Regions from separate parts of the Mus musculus genome. Here region 2 is linked to region 1. Evidence: chromatin contacts called from public promoter capture Hi-C data. All regions are on one chromosome and are shown on one strand. The core of a region is the stretch at or near the end of the contact, and the rest is flanking DNA. Distances in the headings are between cores, read along the strand shown. Region 1 overlaps Dnaic1 (dynein, axonemal, intermediate chain 1). Region 2 holds the start of Galt (galactose-1-phosphate uridyl transferase).

Region 1 (5,677 bases), core at 1,226-3,725:
AAGTAAATGATGGGGAAAGATTTAAACTCTTACGAGTGCATCTCTGGCCTGGGCAAGTTCAAGGGACAGCACAGAAATGAGTTTAGTGCGCAGAGGAGGGCTGCTGTTGGCCTAGCTTGAGGTGCTGCCCCAGAGAAAAGCAGGACTGAAGGACAGCTGCCTCCCTTGCCCTTCCAACATGGGGCCTGCTAGGAAGCTTCCTGCCCCGTCTCCTGTGGGATAGCCTCTCGGAAGCACACAGGCTTTCTACACCTGCTCTGCCATCCCTGCCTGACAGACCATGAGAAGTCTCCATTTCTCTGCTCTGCGCTGGCTAATGAGCTGGAATGGACCCCTTCATTATCACAGGCTGCCACAGTCACATTCCAGCTGTTTCAAGACCATCTCTTCCTGAACAGAATCCTTTTGTCTCCCAATATCCCTCCACCTTCGTTCACCTGCACAGTCTCTTCTGCTCAAGTCCTGGGAATATGTGGTCCAACATATGGGGCACCCACATCTCTCTGCTTTAAGCAGCTCGGACTGGAAGCGGTAGTGGGAAGGCAGGCCTAGATTTGTTGGTTATCCTTCCTTTTCTCTTCTTTTTTGGGGGGAGGGGAAGGAAGAATTGAGATTGGGTTTCTCTGTCTAGCCCTGGCTATCCTGGAACTTTCTCTGTAGACTAGGCTGGCCTTAAACTCACAGAGATCTGCCTGCTTCTGTCTTCCCAAGTTCTGGCATTAACGGTGCGCACCACCACCAGCTTCCTTTTCTGTTTTTGCTCTGTATCTAAAGCCAGGAAACTGTGTCTGAAGGATGTGACATGTCCCAAATATATATCCCTATCCTTCCTGTGCTGGAGAGTTTTATGTCAATGTGACATAAGCTAAAGTCATCTGAGAGGAGAGAATCTCAATTTAGAAAATGTCTCCATAAGATCAGGCTGTAGGCAGACCTGTAGGGCATTTCCTTAATTAGTGATTGATGTGGGAGGGCTAAGCCCAGTGTAAGTGGTGTCATCCCTGGGCTGGTGGTCCTGGATTCCATAAGAAAGCAGGCTGAGCAAGCCATGATGAGAAAGCCAGTAAGCAGCGCCCCTCCATGGCCTCTGCATCAGCTCCTGCCTTTGGGTTCCTGCCCTGCTTGAGTTCCTGTCCTGACTTCCTTCAGTGATGAACTGTGATGTGGAAGCATAAGCCAGACAAACCCTTCCCTCCCCAAGCTGCTTTGGTTCTGGTTTCTGACAGCAATAGTAACCCTAACTGAGACACTGCCTAATTTTTCTGTGGCTGAGTCTCAGAATAAAAACCTAAGAAATTCAGGGGAAAGAAAGCTGAAGAGGCCTGGCCTGTGCCTCCTGGGATCAAACTCAGCAGTGAAGCTGAGTTCTCATTCAGTGTTTCAATTCAGGCAATTTTGTTTCTCCCTGTGGGTTTCTATTTGGGAACTTCCAGAGACTGTAATGGAGGCTGGCGAGACTGGCTGTTCCTCCCAGTGACCTGTCTACAGCCAGGGTGCTGCCCCAGCTTGCACTTCTTCCATGGAGCACTCGTCTAAGAACATAGGACATCCCAGGTGACCTCAGAAGCCAATGCCTCGGCTGGCCCTGCTTAGGCCTGAAGCAGGTACTGTAATCAATAGTCACCTGAAAGTTGGCTGAACTGAGCTGGTGACACCAGCATAGAACCCTGCCCCAGCCTGGCTTCTGTGGAGACCCCCCCCCCCACACCCGGTTTTGCTCAGGCCCTCTGAGGGACCTGCAGGGAAGTTAGGAGACAGAACAAGAAGGTGGCAATGACTGGCCTGAGTGTGTAAACGTTCCTGCAGCACACAGGGCTCTTCTCATGCAGGCCTCCTGAGATGGAGGCCTGGCTGGTTGTCAGTCTTGCCATGTCACTAATGAGGAGACAAGGGCACAGAGAAGTGATCCTCCAGAGGGAGCTCTCTAGCTGCCTGTGGGTACCACTGGGGCTGTGCCTCCAAAGACCAAGGAGGGACAAAGAAACCTTTCCTGGATGAGTACTTGCCCAGAGGAGGCTGGAGCCTGCCAAGTTGAGGCATTCTTCATGGAAGGCATTACCTTTCTCTGACTAAGGATACTTCCCATGGATGGCCTCCAGAGGACGTTGCTTCTAACCCTGCCTAGAAGATGGGCTGCGATGTTCCAGAGTGTCTCCTCCCGCCTGCAGAGGCTCCTACACTCTCACCTCAGCCTCAAGCAGAGAGCCTGGGCCTCACATGGGGGTCCACACCCACTCCTGGGAAGGCCTACCCAACTTTCAGGCTCTGTTCCAGGCCCAGTAGCTGCAGTGTGCATGGGGGGGGGGTGTTCTAATTCCCTGCCAGAGGGGGAGGGTGCTCCCATTTGGCAGCAGCCCACCTTCAGGAGTAGGGACACAAAGCAGGCATTTAGGGCATCCTCAAAGGCGGCTCAGACCACAGAACTGGGAGCAGCTCCAAGGGCTCCTCCCTGAGAGGAATGACAAACACCAACTCCTCCAGACCCCCTCCCCCTGGAGCCCTACCCTGGTCAAAGAACTGATGAGCCATCTAAGAGGCAGTGACCAGGAGCTTGCGAGCCTGCCAGCCAGCAGCAGCTTGAAGAACGGAAGGGTTTTCCTGTTCACAGACGTGAATCCTCCCAGCCAGAGAACAAGCTGTTAGCATTAGGGAGCTGTGCCTGGCTCGCTATGTAGGGCCCTTCCCATTAGGAACAGGGACAGTCCAGCGCAGTGGTGGGTGTTCCTGCTTGGCCCAAATAGCAGGAAGGAACAGCAAGTTGCATATACAGTCAACAGCCCGCGCTGCCTCCTACTTCCAGCATACCCCAGCCGGGCCAGGAACACAGGTAACTGTGATCTCCAGTGGCTCAGTGACAGAAGGATAAACTTCAAACACTCACCTTTCCTCACCCTTACCCTGCCTCAGACCTGGTCAGGAAGGCCAGGCAAGGAAGCAGAGAGAGGGCCTCCATCCCACTCTCCATCTTTCCTTAGCACACCTGCACCAGGTCCCCCAGTCTCTAGCCTCAGGCCTGCAATCCCTTCCTGTATGAGACATATCCCTGCCCTTCCAGAATTCCTTCAGTTGTTTCCTTCTTGAAATGGCTTACCATGTCCTCTGAGGGATGACCCAGCCATATCATTCCTGCCTACAGACTTGGCCTATGCTGGCCCCTCTGCTGCAAAGCTTGCCCCTTCGTTCTTTGAGGGTCAGTTAGCATATTCAGTTGTACTCTTTTAACCGGCATTAATTCCCCATATGAAAGTGGGGTCTTCCCATTAGACCAGTGGTTCTCAACCTGTGGGTCGTGACCCCTTCTGAGTGTCCAATGACCCTTTTACAGGGGTCACCTAAGAGCATTGGTAAATACAACATTTATATTACAATTTGTAACAGTAGCAAAATTACAGTTATAACTTAGAAACAGAAATAATTTTATGGCTGGCGGTCGCCACACATGAGGACCCGTAATGAGGGATCATAGCATCAGGAAGGTTGAGAAGCACAGCATTAGACTGTGAGTGCTCTCCGAGGGCCAGTGACTACATCCTGCTTCTCTCTGGATTTCTCACACCTGGCTCAAAGCTCTGACCAGACTAGGAACTTAGTGTCTGATATTTGCATGAGCAAACAAATGAATGGGAAGATCACTTACAGGAGCCGTGTCCCACTGCAAAAAGATCCTTGTACTTTGGATTCCTGCAAAAGAAATGTGAACTCGTCGACACTGGAAACAGACATGGCCTTCCCATGGTCATGAGCTTTCTTTCCCATGGGCACTGGTGACTAACTGCTTTGCAGACATCCACTGTCTAGCTTAGACTCCTACCATGGTAGACATTAGATGATCCTGCAACCCAAAAAGGATCCAGGTCCTATTTCCCCCTACTGTGTCCCATGTCACACTCAAGATGTAAAGTGGAAGAAGAGTCTTGTGGCTCAAGATTTGGCACGCAGCGGGTGCTCTGGGGCACTAGTTTTGCTGCAATATCTGTACTCACCAGCAGAGGGCGGTGACTGCCAGGCGCTTGGCTTTGTCATTTTGAAACTTCCAGAGAGGCAGCAGCGTACCCTCCTGGTCCCTGTATTCATCAGCAGTATCCTCATAGTACTTAAAATCTTCAACGCAAATAGACACAGTCAGCCAGGGACTGCCACTTTGTAGCAAATCGATACCTCTTTGGGAAATACAATGAACCTCTTTGTGTTTGGGGCTGGGGATAACAGCAGTACCTATCTCAGAGGACCACTGTGAGACTACAGGTTGAGTTTAATACATGCAAAGTATCTAGAAAAATGCCAAGCACATAATTCTCTCTGTATATTAGCTGGTGGGGCAGGGCCTACAGTAAAGCATCCCTATGTGCGTGCACAGAATCCCAGGCTGCATCCCTCATCCTTGTGAGCCTCCTCAGTGCTTCAGATCAGAGCAACCAGATTTCAAGGGTTCAGCTGCCAGAGGCTGATTAATAGTTCTATTCATTCTGCATCCTAGATCCCTAAAATACCGTCTGAGTTTATACTCACTGTCAAGCCTCACTGCAATGGGCACCTGGACACACCTCCATGGGTTCCCAAAGCTCCGCTTCATCTGTGAAGCTGTGTCTGCCTTCCATCACTGCTAGGCTGCCAGAAGCAGCTCCTTCCCATTCACCTAAACTGTGGAGCTGGGGAATCCTTGGCTGACCTCTTTCTACCTTGTCTTATATTTTCCTCCTGTCTTTTTTAATCTTTTTTTTTTAAACCCATAGCTACTACCTACCTAGGTCAAGATCCCCAAGTCCATCACCTGACTATCATATTCTTCAGCTGGTCTCCCTGCGTCCTCCCATAACTCTTTGTCAGTCCACACTTCAGGGGAAGGGGGAGGAGGAAGGGGAGGGGGGAAGGGAGGGGGAGGGGGAGAGATGAATTTGTGCCCGGTAGCCAGAGGGCCTGTAACCTAACATCACTTTATCACCCAAACTGGACGGGAACATCTGGGCTCAAGTGATCCTCCAGCCTCAGCCTTCTAAGTACGTACCTAGTGCTACAGGTATGTGCTAGTACACTTTTGGTTTTTTTACTACATAGCTCAGGCTGGCCTGGAGCTCACGGCAATCCTCCTGTATCAGCCACCTGAATATGGCTTTTTTGAGAAGACTTAATTTCTTTGTCTCTTCCAGTCCTCTCTCTCCTCTACTGAGACATGTCATTCCTTTGCCTGATTTCCATGTCACACATGTCCTAGAGAGCAGGACATACGTCATATCCATCCCTCTGTCTCCAATGCATGGGACAGGAACAGCCACAGAGCAGAGACAAAGTTCTTTCAAAGAATTCAAGGAAATAAAACAGCATTCGGGAAATGGTTCTGTCTTCTTTCAGGTAGGATGGCCAACTAGAAGAGACTCTCTAATTCTACACAGTCTGGGACAGGCCCAATCATTGCCTGATCCCTCCCACAGTGCCCCATACCCTGATGTAAAATCAAACCTCAAAACTGTCTTGGAACCATAAATAAATAAATAAAAAATTTAAAAATGAGTGGTCAGGAAAGTGTGAGCCTTGATCACATCAAGATTCCTAAGCTCGAGTGAACTTTGAAAATCCCTCATTTCAGTGTGGGGATTAATTGGTAACACTTCTCTATTTTTATTTCTTTTTTCATGATTACACTTTCCCAAAGGGAAAACATGGTGCAATGAAAAGAATC
Region 2 (5,677 bases), core at 2,233-4,732, 140 kb before region 1:
TGAATTTGCAATCCTCCTGCCTCAGTGTCCTGGGGAGCCAGGATTACAGACCTGTAACATGAGATCCAGCATGGCTTCGGTTTCAGAGACTAGGTCTTGCTAAGTAACCCACACTGGCCTCAAATTCGCAATCCTAATGCAGCTGCCAATGTGGTGGAATCACAGGCACACACCATCATGTCTGGCTTGGTGAAGGGGATTCTTGCACCAAATTTTTCAAAGTCCGTAGGCAAGAGTGTTTGGAGTCACACTTAGCCTTTACCCAAACTCCGGAATGTAAGAGTCCACACTACTCCTCTGGTGTCAGAAAACATGGTTAAAATGTGAGACGCAGTTTTATTGATGTCACATCTGCCCGAACTCCAGGTCCCAGGTCTGTCAGGTACAAAGATTCAAGGCCCTGATGTGGTCACAGTCAAGCAATGGCTGCCGTTTCCTTGTCTTTCTGCGCCAGGCAATAGTGTACCTCGGGAAGCGCCCTTAATCTTTCTGCGGCCTATAAAGGGACAAGAAGCAATCAGGGAGAGTAAGGGTCACCTGGAATTGTACCGAGGCGTTCTGGGCCCAGGAAATACTGAGGAGGGCTTATGGGATGGGAAGATTAGTTCAGGATAGCTGGAGTCACCAGGGGGTGGAGTTGAGTGGCGACTGAGTTCTAGGAATGCAGAGATTTTTATGAGGCTCTTCAGGGTCAAGACTGCTGAGATCCCGTGAGGAAATGAGGTGAACGGATATGACGACCCAGGATGTGAGTCCTGACCTGTTCGGGAGTGAGGTCACGCTGGGCCTGGGCAAGCATTTCATAGCCAACCATGAACTTCCGGACAGTTGCGGATCGCAGAAGTGGGGGGTAGTAGTGGGCGTGGAGCTGCCAGTGGTCACAGGTGGCTCCAGTCTTTAATCCCGTGGGAGCCCCTGACAAGAAGAAGACAGAGGTGATCTGGGAGGCCCTTTGTCAGCCTTCAGTCTAGCCCCTCCCCTAAGCTAACCCTGAAGATTATTACAGCTCCAGGTATTTTCCACCAGGGAGCTCAGGCATTAGGTAGCAATCAGTAACGGGGTCACCAAATCTCTCTTCTCTCAGTCCCAGCACCCATGCGCTGGACAGTTGTTTTAAAGCCAACAAGTGCTTTAAGGCCTCGTAGGGATTCTAGTTCCCTAAGCCGGAACCTAGAAGCCCAGAAACACTATTGGGGCTATCCCAACCCCAAAAGCCTTACCATGCCAGCCCATGGAGTAGGGAAAGGATGTCTCAAATAGATTGTCGTACTTGGTCAAGAGCTTCTTCATGATGGAGGCGAGATCTGGAATCAGAGCCTGATTTTCACCCCCAGGGAAGAGACGCTGGTCCCATCAAGGCCATTCTATCCAGCACCCAGTCCCACTGTCCTACCCAGGAGACTCACCATCACGCTCAGCGGGGTTCAGCTCAGGTAGCCGCCGCACGTGCCGCCGGGGCAGCAGAAGTGTCTGGAAAGGCCACACTGCCCAGAAGGGGACCAGAACTATCCAGTGCTCACTGGTTAGGACCAGACGTTCCTGGACGCACAGAATGGAAGTGAATCGTGCATGTGAGAGGGGGAAGGGCACAGGCCGCAGGGAAACAGAAGGCTCTCACTAGCACCTACCCTAAGCCACCATAATATTCCTTTAGGTGGCTGCTAATGTCCTATCCCCCTTTAAAGCACGTCTCTCTGTGAGGGTAAAAGGTCTGGTCTACCTTCCTGAGGAGCTCTTGGTGACCATATTCCAATAACAAAGGTTTTCCATGCTGGCTGTGATAGGTCTGCTGGGATCGCTCTTCACGCTGGGCGATATCTGGCAGGAAGCTGCTAGCCCAAACCTGTCAAAGGGCAAGCACAAAGAAGAGCAGGCCAGCCCATTATCTCTGAGCCTCCGAATTACCAATGTATTTCTTTTGCCCTATCTCTTAATCTAGTAGTCCTGTCCACAATGCCGGTGGACTCAGCCAAGAAAGCCATTAAGGCCTGTCACATACTTGCCTGGCAGTGGGGATGGGGGTTAGAACAGCCCATCATGGCTCCTTTATTTTCAAAGATCTATTGGGTAGAAAGGAGAGAGATATTCAATAGTCACACAGACATCAAGTCAACCCCTCCTCACCATACCCTGTGGAAGCAGTAATGGTTCTCCCCCAAACCAAAGTTACACCTCCCCCTCACAGACCTGCACCCAAGGGTACTGGGCACCCAGCTCCTCTGTGACTGAGGCCCATGCATCGATGACAGCTCGGATCTCAGGGACAGACATGAGTGGCAGCGTCACATCCGACCAGGGGTGGAAGCACATGACCTTACTAGGTGGTGAGGGAAAAATGACATAGGGAAGTGGATTGGGTGCTAAGGGCAGGGCCCAAGCTCAGGTCTTCGTCTTCAGACCTGGGCTGGAGGTTGTAAGAGGGGAAACCCAAAGTTACCAAACTCCTCTGGCGGCCTCTGCTCGGAAGAGAGGGTGGTCACTGGGTCCTGGAATAAAGGAGTATTACTCTCTGTAGCACAGGTACCCGGGTCAGACCCAGTCTCCCTTCTCCCCAACAGTGGTTAAATTGAGGGTACCTGGATCCGGAGCATCGGGCTGCAGAGCCGGGAAGTCATTGTCAAACAGAAAGGTACCATCATAGTGGGGATTCACCTACTGACAAGAATAGGCTAGAAATACTACCTGACGGAATTCAAGGGCTATCCAGGCTGCAACGGGGGCGAGGAAGGCCCCACTCAAAGGATCAAAATTGCTTGCCCGGAAATGACCCAAAAGGAGGCGCACTGCTCCCCCTTGTGGGCGAAGGGTAGTAATAAGGAAGAAGGATTTTTTTCCTATCCCAGTTGGTGGCTGTGTATTCGGGCTTACCTCCCCATTAGCTCGTGTGGCCCCGGGACACAGAGGGTTGAGTGGGTCGTGGCGGGGCACTGTCTTCAGAAGCTGGGGCTCCACTTGTCCTTGCCAGGGCCGCTTCATGCGATGAGCCGACACTAACACCCACTCGTCCTGGAGCGGGTTGTAGCGAATATGCTGGTGTTCTGGGGAGAGACAAGGATCAGTCAGCAAAACTCCCTGTCTCTCTCTTCCCCGAGTGGCTCTAATGCCCTAGCAGGCCCAAGTACAGGGACGCTCGGTCGGCGCAGTGTTTCTAGAAGCTATAGGCTGGCGGAGGGGAGTTAAAGGGTTAAACGCTTTCCGTGCCACACGGCCTGCAAGCCCCTCCTTCCCTCGCCCGCCACCCTGGCCTCGGGTAGGAGTGCCGACCTTGACTCTGGGACTAGAACTTCCTACGGAAAAGGAAGGCTCGGCTCCGCACCGTAGCGGGTCCAGGCCGCCCAGCAATTACCGCTCGCCCGGAAGGTCGCTGCCATGGCGTCCGCCTCTGAAGCCTGCTGGCGCTGCTCAGGATCGGCTCCGCTATGCGACGTGAGGCCACACGAATTGACCTAAGGTACACAAGGTGAGCGCCCCATTCCATGTCTCCCCCCGCCCACCCTGGATGATTGGCTAGTCGCCAACACGTGACGGTGGGGGCACAGCCTGCCACTTGAGGGCGGGGCTCGGGACCGCCACGCTCACTTCCCCAGGTTGTTTTGATGATTCTCCTGCACACCGGATTGTAGCTACTTCTCTGGAGAGCATCTGTGAAAACTGGTTGCTGTGTCCATTCGTCCCGCCACGGATTCGGGTTGCTTGCACGACATTAGGGCTATTTATTGGAGCATGACATATCAGCTTCACCACTCAAGGACACTCCTGCCAGCAGCCTTTAACTGCCAATAGTCCATCAGAAAGGGCGGAGCCTCGTGAGTGCACCGCCCCCCAAACCGGTAAGAAACCTCTATGGGTCCATTCTCATGTTTTGTGCAGGTAACCACAGGTGTAGTGAGTTCTTGTGTTTGCACATCAGGCCCTGTCCTGTTCAGAAGACATCGTTTTTACTGAGCATCTTAACCGTGTGCCAGGCACCTAGGTTCTGTGTGGAGCATAGAGACGCCCTGTGCAAAGACCAGCAGCATTCTGAACTCATGACCTGGGTCACCTGCGGAGCTGCTGTGTGTGGTTAAGATGCAAGTTGTGGAGAGGGGGTGGAGGTGAGGAACTTGATCATACTATAGATGAAGCCTGCAGCCTGGCCCTTCAGGTATTGCCCGGATGTGTGAGTATTTCACTGTAACTATGCCTCTAGCCTCAGGAGCAGAAATAAGGTTAGATAAAGAGAACTGAGTAAGTATAGGGTGTGGTGGTACACACCTGTAATCCCAGCACTCCAGAAACAGAGACAGTAAACTTACAAGTTCAAGTTCAGCCTGCGCAGTTATACATAACAAGGCCCAATCTATATAAAAGTAAACCAAACGGCCAGTGGTGGTGCACACCATTAATCCCAGCACTTGGGAGGCAGAGGCAGGCAGATTTCTGAGTTCGAGGCCAGCCTGGTTTACAGAGTGAGTGCCAGGACAGCCAGGGCTACACAGAGAAACCCTGTCTCGAAAAAAAAAAAAAAAGTAAACCAAAAGACAGTAATGTGTGTGTGTGTGTGCGCGCGTGTATGCGTTTGTGCATACATACCAGGCACAGTGATGCATTTGCCTATAGTCTCAGCTACTCTAGAAGCTGAAGCAGAAGATCAATTGAGCCCACAAGTTCTAGACCATCCTGGCCAATATAGTGAAGCCAATTTCAAAAACAAGCAAAAGGCCATCAGTATTTGAAGGGCAGAGACAGGCATATCAATGAGTAGCCTGGCTACATAGAACATTCTAGGCTGTTGAGGTTTGGTCTGTTGCTATGTATTATGATGCAAAATACTGGCTGGGGAGGTGGGGAGCTGGAGAGATGGCTCAGGGATTAAGAGCACCAACTGCTCTTCCAGAGGTCTTGAGTTCAATTCCCAGCAACCACATAGTGGCTCACAACCATTTGTAATGGGGTCTGTTGCCCTCTTCTGGTGTGTCTGAAGAAAGCAATGGTGGTGTACTCATATGTATAAAATAAATAAATAAATAAATAAATATTTTAAATACTGGCTCCCAAGGTCTGGTCACTCCCACAGACAAGGACATTCTCATCTATACCAAGTGATGCTATGCATCCTTGCCCCTCAAGTTATCCCTGATTGGTTAACAAAGATGCCTACAGCCTATAGCTGGGCAGGAGAGAAGAAGAGAAATAGGCAGGACTTCAGTTCCCCCAGCTTGAGGGTATATAGCAGAGGGGGGTATGGGGAGGAGAGGAGAGGGAAGGGGAGGGGAGGAGGAGGAGGCGGGGGGGGGGGGGGAGGAGAGGGAGAAGACACTATGGGGTAGGATCCTGAGAACTGGCCATGAGGGCAGACCAGTTGGAGTAAGAGCAGCCCAAATGGGACTTAGCAAGTCACATCCCTTAGTTTAGACAAAATAGCCATAGAGGGTTGATATGCCCAGCTCTACTGCTGTCTTAGGCTTATTACAAATATAAAGGTTTAGTTTTTGTTATCTGTGTAGCAGGAACAGTAGGGCTACCTCTATGTAAACGCTGGGGTCAAGGCAGCCACAAAAGCACCTCCTGCAGGAGGACCTAATTGAGGACTGCCTGAGAGACCAAGGATTGCTGGTGCAGACAATGCCAGCCAATCAGGAACTGCTGTTTAGAAGAGATGCTTTCTTGAGACCAATGGGGCACGGGTGGAGTGTGT

What was found. Promoter capture Hi-C pulls out the DNA fragments that hold promoters and counts their contacts.
Region 2: a contact with region 1 is called in a promoter capture Hi-C map of neural stem cells. The contact joins the promoter of Galt here to the enhancer-like site in region 1. A contact is called at or near these places in 3 of 39 promoter capture datasets (cranial neural crest, macrophages and neural stem cells), 2 of 115 datasets of contacts at active chromatin or transcription factors (embryonic stem cells and microglia) and 3 of 9 other capture datasets (adipose tissue, liver and pancreatic islet).

Annotation. Positions count from the first base shown.
Region 1 is chr4:41,612,654-41,618,330 of GRCm38.p6, reverse strand. Dnaic1 (dynein, axonemal, intermediate chain 1) reads right to left here. Exons shown (of 20, transcript NM_175138.4): 11 at 3,984-4,101; 12 at 3,638-3,681. Among named protein-coding and RNA genes, the nearest start is that of Enho, 25 kb to the left of the region's middle. Within about 2 kb of position 2,475, at least 47 of the 459 cell types and tissues checked have an H3K27ac peak or open chromatin away from gene starts, as enhancers often do. A contact at or near this core is called in neural stem cells, where this site is marked.
Region 2 is chr4:41,753,322-41,758,998 of GRCm38.p6, reverse strand. It overlaps Galt (galactose-1-phosphate uridyl transferase), which reads right to left and starts at 3,482. Exons shown (of 11, transcript NM_016658.4): 1 at 3,347-3,482; 2 at 2,869-3,038; 3 at 2,577-2,652; 4 at 2,438-2,486; 5 at 2,188-2,317; 6 at 2,004-2,060; 7 at 1,721-1,843; 8 at 1,407-1,539; 9 at 1,221-1,304; 10 at 761-915; 11 at 1-496. The coding sequence starts at 3,371. The coding sequence ends at 416. Gm42274 (predicted gene, 42274) reads left to right here and starts at 3,227. Exons shown (of 2, transcript NR_155499.1): 1 at 3,227-3,830.